Regions from separate parts of the Sus scrofa genome. Here region 2 is linked to region 1. The links are chromatin contacts, called in public Hi-C maps. All regions are on one chromosome and are shown on one strand. The core of a region is the stretch at or near the end of the contact, and the rest is flanking DNA. Distances in the headings are between cores, read along the strand shown. Region 1 overlaps C8H4orf22. Region 2 overlaps C8H4orf22.

Region 1 (3,983 bases), core at 840-3,339:
AAGGAAGAATTCAGAGAACTGATGGTGGACAATGATGATATTTTGTTCTGAAGCTCTAGAGAACTAATTGGTAAATTATGAAAACTACTATTTAAGGAGACCAAATATCAGATCTTTGCCTTATGCCAGAGAATTCCAAGATAAAAATTTAAATATAGAAAAGATCAACCATTAGATTTATGCTGATGAGAGACAAATCCAGTGTCCCTGGCAGCCAATCTCGTTTCCTCTCCCAGTTGCTTAGCAGAGAGCCGGCTCAGCAGGTGTGAGTTGGTTCTGCGCGAGAAGAGTCCTGGGAGCCCAGATGGCCTTTCTGACAGGGCTGTCACCTGACAAGGAGGTGTCTGCTGACAGGGATCACACAGATTCCCTGACCCTTAGCCTTACAGGTGTGTGGGGTGTAACTGACTCGAGTGTCCCCTCTGCTGGGACATTGGCCACGTACACATAGATAGGAGCACTGGGTGATGGGGGTTGGGAGCAGGGGATGCTGTGTGTTCTGCTGCTTCTCTGCTTACCCGTTTTCTCTCGATAACGTGCATGTTCTGTTTACACTGTGAGGTGGTGGCGGTGTGTGCCCACGACTAGCAACTGGAGAGTAAAGAGGGACACCCCTGTTTCAACGTGAATGCAGGGACAGCAATCAAGAGCCAAGTTATGCACTGTGCAAAAGTATGAATTGCACATCACATCAGAAAGGCGGGCTGGGTAGATTGGAGACCTGGCCCCTGAGGCTGGTGTGGTACAGAAGGAAAACCTTAACCCTAGGTGATCAAAAGGAAAATGGGAAGCGGGAGAATTCTGAGCCATCAGAATATTTTTCTTAAACAAAGGGTGTTTCAGCTCAAAAAAAAAAAGAGCCCAAACCGAGTTTATTTTATGCTGGCAAGATCACGTATTTTGCCACCAGTTGAAATGGGGACTCATAAGGTAAGTTCAGTTCAGTTACAGAGAAAAATTGGAAAAGTTCCATTTTCCATGGCTGAGTTATGAAAATTTCATCTCTCAGTTAAAAGAGAAATTGTTATTTGTAATTCTGCTTGGGGTCCTGTCGAGATAATTTCTTCGTATTTGGGAGAGTGAGAGTTGATTGTCGTTGAGGAGATACTTGCGTGCAAATACGTTTTCTCTTGAGCAGTGCTTACTTTCCAACCAAATGCTTAATGCGCAGGTCTGTGCCTTTTTTTTTTCCAAAGGTAAAAAGTGTCCTAATGGGAGAAGAAAAATATCAAAATGATTTCCCTAAAGTGTTTTTATAATAATCATTTTCCTTAAACATAAAAAAGTTGCAGTAATGCATCCAGCTCTAGATATGACGGGAAAACTAAAAGCCAGATTCTAGAGCCAAAGAGGAAATGACATCCGGAAATACTCTCACTGATTTACTACCTTTTAAATAGAAGAAATAGCAACGAACGTCAGGAATGTGTTTGCTTCAAGAATGAGCTTTTTCCTTGTGGTACTTCATTCTGGCTCTAAAAATAACTTTCAGATGAAGTGAAAAGAGGACGTGTTTATTTTTTTATAGAAAATAAAAACCAGCTTGTTTTGTCACCTACTTGATACCATTTCATTATGCCAGCTTTCTGTGTTTTTGAATCTTTTTTAAAAAGAAATAATATTAAGCTGAAGAAAAGACTCAGGAATAATGCAGACATCTGCCCACCTCTTACCCAGGTGCACCTATTGTTACCTCCCGTTTTGAGTGGCTCTTTTCCAAATCTGATTACACTGAGCACTTGAACACAAGTTAGTCACACCGCGTTGGTGTGTGTTTCACGGGCGCATCCTTGTTTCCAGCAAGGACGCTTTGGCCAGTCCACCCAGTCCTCTTAGGGCGATGGGAGCCAAGTGGCCTTTCTCTTGTAATCCCAAGAGGGACCATTCCATTTGTTGGTAGAATAGTCGGTGAAGCTCCCAGTTATTCTACCTAATGGATAAATTAAAAAACGATAAAGAAACCTTATTTAGGTTTTTGGGTTTTTTTGCTTTTTAGGTTTGCGCCCACGGCATATGGAAGTTCTCAGGCTGGGAGCTGAATGAGAACTGCAGCTTGCAGGCCTTCGCCACAGACGCAGCAGCGAGGGATCCCAGCTGGCCCTGTGACCTACACCACGGCTCATGGCAATGCTGGATCCCTGACCTACTGAGCGAGGCCAGGGAGCAAACCCACATCCTCATGGATACAAGTCAGATTCATTCCGCTGAGCCACAATGGGAACTCCCAGTAAGTCTTTATTAATAGGTATACATTTAAAAGTGAGAGTCCCATTTTCCAATCTCACTGTCCCTTTCGCAACTAACAGTATCTTGTATATCTTTCCAGAAATATTCTCTGACTATACAGAGATGTATAGCCATCATTATAGTGAAAGGCACTTGGTTATAGACATACATAGAAATATAAATAACCGGTAAATTGAATTACAGATGGAGATTTAGAAATCTGCTTCCATACATACTTTTACTCGTCTGCAGCTTGCTCTTTCCATGTGGCGCTGTATCTGAATTAGCTTGTGCTATTAGGCTAAGTAGATCTACTCCAGTCTTTGTAAAAACTGTATAATATTTCATTGCATGTTTTTGCTGTGATATTTAAATCTATACCCTAATTGAAAAGCATTTAATTTTTCCTTTTTGCACTGTATTGTTACAAAACTAGCGAACACCCCTCTCTTATCTGAGAGTTTCTGGAAAATAAATTTCTAGCAGGGTATTTGTGCATTTAAATTGCGGTACTGATTGTGAAATACTTTTGATAATGGTTCTTTGATGTGTCCTGTGTTGGCAACGTAGTGTGCATTCAGAAATGTTTGTGGGAGGGAGGGAGGGAAGGAGGGAAGTCAGCGGGGCTTGTCTCTTGGGGACAGTTTCCTTTCCCTAAGGGAAGGAGGAGGGGGACCTTTCAGGCAGGGTTAGGATTGCCTTTACCCACCGGTTCTCCACTGTGCTTTCTATCTTTGCATTTGCACACTTTTCAACCCTGTGTAGTTTTCCATCTTTTTCCAATGTCCGTCTCCTTAGACAAGCAAGAGGCACCATAGGATGAAGACCGTGCCTGTCTTGCCCGTCGCTGTGTTCTCTCTGCGTGAGGATGTCGAGATGCTCGGCATTTGATGAAAGCAAAACAAAAAAAACAAAAGTGGGGGAGAGAAATAGTGGCACAGAGATGGAAATAGACACACACACTCAGAGACAGAGAGAAAGTGAGGAAGGGCAGGAGTGGAGGAGGGAGGGGGGAGAGAGCCGAGAGAAGGGTGATGCTGCCAGGGGTTGGAGCTGTAAATGGGGGAGAAACAGTTGCAAATCAATGGTAAGAAAGAAAAACCCTCCCAGATGTAAGCCATGAAAAAACAGCTAAAAATCAGTGGTAAGAAAGAAAAAACTCACAGATGCAGGCAGATGTGAGGGATGTAGTTCCCTGTACAGCACAGGAACTATATCCAGTCTCTTAGGATAGCACACGATGAAAGGTAATATGAGTAAAGAATGTATGTATGTGTCACACATATATGTATGCGTGTGGACATATAGATGTTTACACGTGCACGTATGTATGACTGAGGCGCTATGCTGACAGCAGAAATCGGCACAACATGTAAATCAACTACACTTTACTAACTAAATAAATGGAAAGAAAAGAATCGCAATATTTTCCGGCTTTAGAATCGGGAAACGTTGGGTTATTTTTCAGAAAGCCAGAGGCATTGGCCGTAGCTTGATTTCTGACTGCAGAGTGAGAGCTATCAGTGTGGAAGGGCATGGGTCCAGAATTAAAAGGGTGGTTTGGAGAATTTGCTTTTCCGTTTAAGAGAACTGAGAAGATATCACTGTAAAGGTGAAATACCTGCTTTCCATTCCTAATGCTGTGGGACCAGAAATGTAATTTCAATCATGAACCCTCACAGTGGGGGCAGCTTGGAAGTTGCATTGGACCCGAAGCTCATGTAATGCAGCAGCATGAAGATTCTATGAGGTGGTTT
Region 2 (4,105 bases), core at 1,369-3,868, 200 kb before region 1:
CCCACTTTGCCAGCAATCACGGAGCACCCGTTTCAAGGCGTGCCGGCACCTGAGAGTGGGGTCCTTCCTTAGAATTGTTTCATACATGGTTAAAGAGATTAGAAGGGGTGTTTTGATAAGTATTTGCCAGAAGAAGCCATCAGGTGAAAACAGTTCTTTTGGCCTCTAGTTTAGCCACTGGCTTCGCAAATACTCCCAGGCAACCGTGTTGCCTTAGGCGCTCTTCTGGGCGTGAGCATATGATAGCACCAAAGAGTTGGTCCCTGCCCTTGGGAAGTTTGAGGGCTCGATAGTAAGAGACAGCACGTTGCTGGTGGGACTATACAATGGAAAATACTTTGACAGTTCTTCAAATAGTTAAACGCAGAGTTACATATGACCCAGCAGTTCCACTCCTAGGCGTGTAACCCAGGGAAGTGAAGACGCAGGTGCACTTAAAACGTAGACACCAGTGCTCCTGGCAGCTTTATTCCTGGCCGCCACTGAGCGGAAACACCCAGCTGTCTGCCAGCGGGTGAATGGATAAAAACGTGACACGGAGATTCGGTGCAGTGTTCTCCGATCACGAAAAGGAGTAAAGTAGCCTGCAAACACTCCTAGCAGAAGAAGGTAGACAAAAAGACTGCAAACGGTATAGTCCCCTTTATACAAAATGTCCAGAATAGGTAAATCCCTAGAGGCACAGGTAGATTTGCGGTTGCCCGGGGCTGGAAGGAAGGATGCAGCAAGTGTGACGGCCACTGGCTGTGGGGTTCTTACCCGACGAGCATCCGTGAGGATGTGGGTTCGCGCTCCCTGACCTTGCTCCGCGGGGTACGGATCCCGCGTTGCCCTGAGCTGTGGTGTAGGTCCTAGACGTGGCTCGGATCTGGCGTGGCTGTGGCTGTGGCTGTGGTGGAGGCCGGTGGCTGCAGCTCCGATTAGACCCCTAGCCGGGAACCTCCGTGTGCTGCGGGTGCGGCCCTAGAAGCCAGGAGGCCAAAAAAAGGGCGGTTACAACAGGCGGTAGCAGATGCCGCAGTGGGGCTGTGGCCGCGTCCTGCAGTGGTGCGAAGTCACGATTTGAGGGGTTGAAGGGCAGGGGAAGCGCGTCCGGAGGCGCGGCTGCCGGGTGATCTTCGAAAGGGTGAGCGGGGGTCGGTCCGCGAACAAGGGTGTGGAGGTGGGCACGTCCCTTTGCCGCGGTTTCTTCCCGGCTCGTCCTTCTCTCGCCCTTTATCTTGATGTGCCCCGACTCCCTTGGCGAGACTCCCCGCCCGCCACAAGCTGGGCCAACTAGAGGCCTTTGCTCACTCTTACCCCCCTGGCGGCGGCGGGGGCTCTGCCTTCCCCCGCGGCTTCAAGCTCCGCTGCAAAGCCGGCTCGGCCTCGCTGTCACGCAGACGTCGGCTCTCGTCCCCCTTCCACTGAGATTCACGCCAGCTGGGTTTGGTGGCCGCAAGGCAGAGACTGCAAAGCTTGGACAGAAGGGATGAGATTGGCTGCGTGTCCTCAGGGAGCGCCCACCCTCAGTCCTGGAGAGTCTCATTTTCCAGGAGGAGTTCCGTCGATGCCCACGGTGGTGGAGAGAGAAACCCTGGCACAAAGGTGAAACGCTGGGCGCTTAGGGCCGGTTAATAATTCTAACTGATCCATCACTGGGGCTGAACCCTCTTCTGAAGGAGCTTTTAAGAGCATCTGCCTCCTTACTTGACTCGGCTTATTTTTTTTTTCTTTGTCTTTTTGCCTTTTCTAGGGCTGCTCCCACAGCATATGAAGGTTCCCAGGCCAGGGGTCTAATCGGAGCTGTAGCCGCCGGCCTACACCAGAGCCACAGCCACTTGGGATCCAAGCCGTGTCTGCGTCCTACACCACAGCTCACAGCAACAGCGGATCCTTAACCCATCAGCAAGGCCGGGGATTGAACCCACAACCTCATGGTTCCTGGTCGGATTCATTAACCACTGGGCCACGACGGGAACTCTGAGTCAGCCTATCTTTTGAAGAGATGAATTAGCTCTTCTTAAAACTGCTATTGACATAGTGACCTTATTTACTGAAACACAGCATCTGAGACATAGATGGAGTAAGCGGTACCCTTGGTGGAGCTGGTATTTGTGCTGCTTGGCTATTGCCGTCTCCTTGAGAGACTTTGTGATGAGCCGTTGAGAGTTTCTGTACCGGGAGCTGGACAGGAGCCTCAGATGCTGAAGATATAGGGATCCCTGGGGTCTTCTTTGCCGAAACCAAAAGATGATTTAGGAGGTTTTCTTATGTCCTTTTATCATCTGGTACATCTGGGACTAAATTTAAAAAGCTGGACGAGTCCCTTCCCTCCCTCTGTCTGTCTCCTCTTCCTCTCTCTCTCCCTCTCTCTTTTTTTTTTTTTTTGGTTTTTAGGGCTGCACCCTTGGCGTATGGAAGTTCCCGGGCCAGGGGTCAAACCAGAGCTACAGCTGCCGGCCTCCACTACAGCCACAGCAACGCCAGATCTGAGCCGTATCTGTGACCTACCCCACAGCTCAAGGCAGCGCCAGATCCTTAAGCCACTGCGCAGGGCCAGGGACGGGACCCACGTTCTCACAGATACTAGGCGGGTTGGTGTCTGCTGGGCCGCGGGAACTCCTCTGCCTTTGGCTCAGCAGCAGTCCTGTTTCTTTTGCTGTTCAGCAGCAGTCACTCTTCACCAGATGGTGTCCCTCCTTTCTGCCTCCCGGTCGCCGGGCACAGTGCTCACGTGGCAGCCGTGTTCAGAGGGGCGTCTCCCGAGCGGGCACATGTTGTCTTACGTTTCGTCTCACGTTGCTGCTGCTGGTGGTGGGAGTTCGTGAGATCCTAATGGAGGGGAATGGGCTGCCTCCTCAGCAGGGTCAGGAGGTCCAGGGGCTGGGGAGGTCGGAATCTTCGAGAGCATCTGCTCACGTGTCTCCATCCTGTGGGCCAGGATCCAGGGTTTCCTCACCAGGGCTCTGGTTTCGGGGGAGCCGACCCACGCCTGTTGGCCGTCCACCTGCCTCTGGACTTCAGCCGCTGCGCCTGCCCGGTCTGTGCTCCATCTTCATCTTCTGCCCTCCCGCTGCACGGGACGAGCACTGCTCTGGCTCTCGTGCTTTGTGGCAGTTATTGGCTCATCGCTCTTAGCTTTGCATTATTAATCCATAGGGCAGCGATGCAATTGAACAATAATTACCTGATTCCCTTGTTCTTGCGTTTATCATTCCCCGTACACTCCCAAAGCCCGAATCATCCCCTTGGCTAGGGCGTGCCACTCTGACTGCTAGCACCCCAGCTTATCGCACGAGAACATTTCACCAACTGGACGCCCACCTTGTGGGTTGTCTGCGTACCACCTGCCTCCACGGTCTTGAACCTCATTACCAGAGGGCTTCCGCTGAGACCCCAGTTCCTAAACTCCATCTCAGCACCTGTTTCTCAAGCTACTCCAGGTACAGTCTGTCACAGACTAACCTTTCTGGGAAGCAGGCACAGAGGTGACTTAAGAATTCAAAAGGTTACACATAAAGGAAAAGGGTGGAAGCAAGACTGGGTAGGCGGAGCTGTCAGACCTTCGTGCCCTCTTGGCAAAGTCTCTGCCGGGCCGGTGAAGATCACAAAGCAACCACCACCTGTTGGAAGGGTCCTATATTTGGTGGAAATAGTAGGTCTTTGAACCATTGTCTTGCTCAGTGATTTGTGGGGGACACCCCAAGGAGAACATGACATCTGCTCGGCTGCTGGGGCTGAGCAAGGCAGTTAACTAGAAGCTGCCTGCTGACCATATGCCTTGAAGCCAGGCAGCAAGTCCTTTTTTGTTATACTTTTATAATTCGTTTTTGAAAGTAAAATTTATTGATGTTTTACAAGTGTTTAATTTGATGAGTTACGACAAACGTACCCGGTAGTGTGACCCCCACCACGATCAGGATAAGCACACTTCTATTACCACCCACAGTTCCCCACGCCTCTTTGTATTTAGGCTTTTCTCTCAGCCCCGACAACCACGCCCCTGATTTCTGTACATAGAGTTTTACCTTTTCCAAAATGGCATTTAGATGGATGGTAAAGTATGCAGCCATTTTTTTCTTCATAAATTATGAGGCCTTTGAGACCATATGGTTGCATGCAA

The links. A called contact is a pair of places that touch in the nucleus more often than the background predicts.
Region 2: a contact with region 1 is called in a Hi-C map of omental adipose tissue, with 2.2 times the contacts expected there. The contact joins two enhancer-like sites. A contact is called at or near these places in 3 of 47 Hi-C or Micro-C datasets (alveolar macrophages, embryonic fibroblasts and omental adipose tissue).

The regions. Positions count from the first base shown.
Region 1 is chr8:137,266,142-137,270,124 of Sscrofa11.1, reverse strand. All of the region lies in intron 3 of C8H4orf22, which reads left to right. Among named protein-coding and RNA genes, the nearest start is that of C8H4orf22, 220 kb to the left of the region's middle. Within about 2 kb of position 2,089, at least 1 of the 83 cell types and tissues checked has an H3K27ac peak or open chromatin away from gene starts, as enhancers often do. A contact at or near this core is called in omental adipose tissue, where this site is marked.
Region 2 is chr8:137,465,679-137,469,783 of Sscrofa11.1, reverse strand. All of the region lies in intron 2 of C8H4orf22, which reads left to right. Among named protein-coding and RNA genes, the nearest start is that of C8H4orf22, 24 kb to the left of the region's middle. Within about 2 kb of position 2,618, at least 2 of the 83 cell types and tissues checked have an H3K27ac peak or open chromatin away from gene starts, as enhancers often do. A contact at or near this core is called in omental adipose tissue, where this site is marked.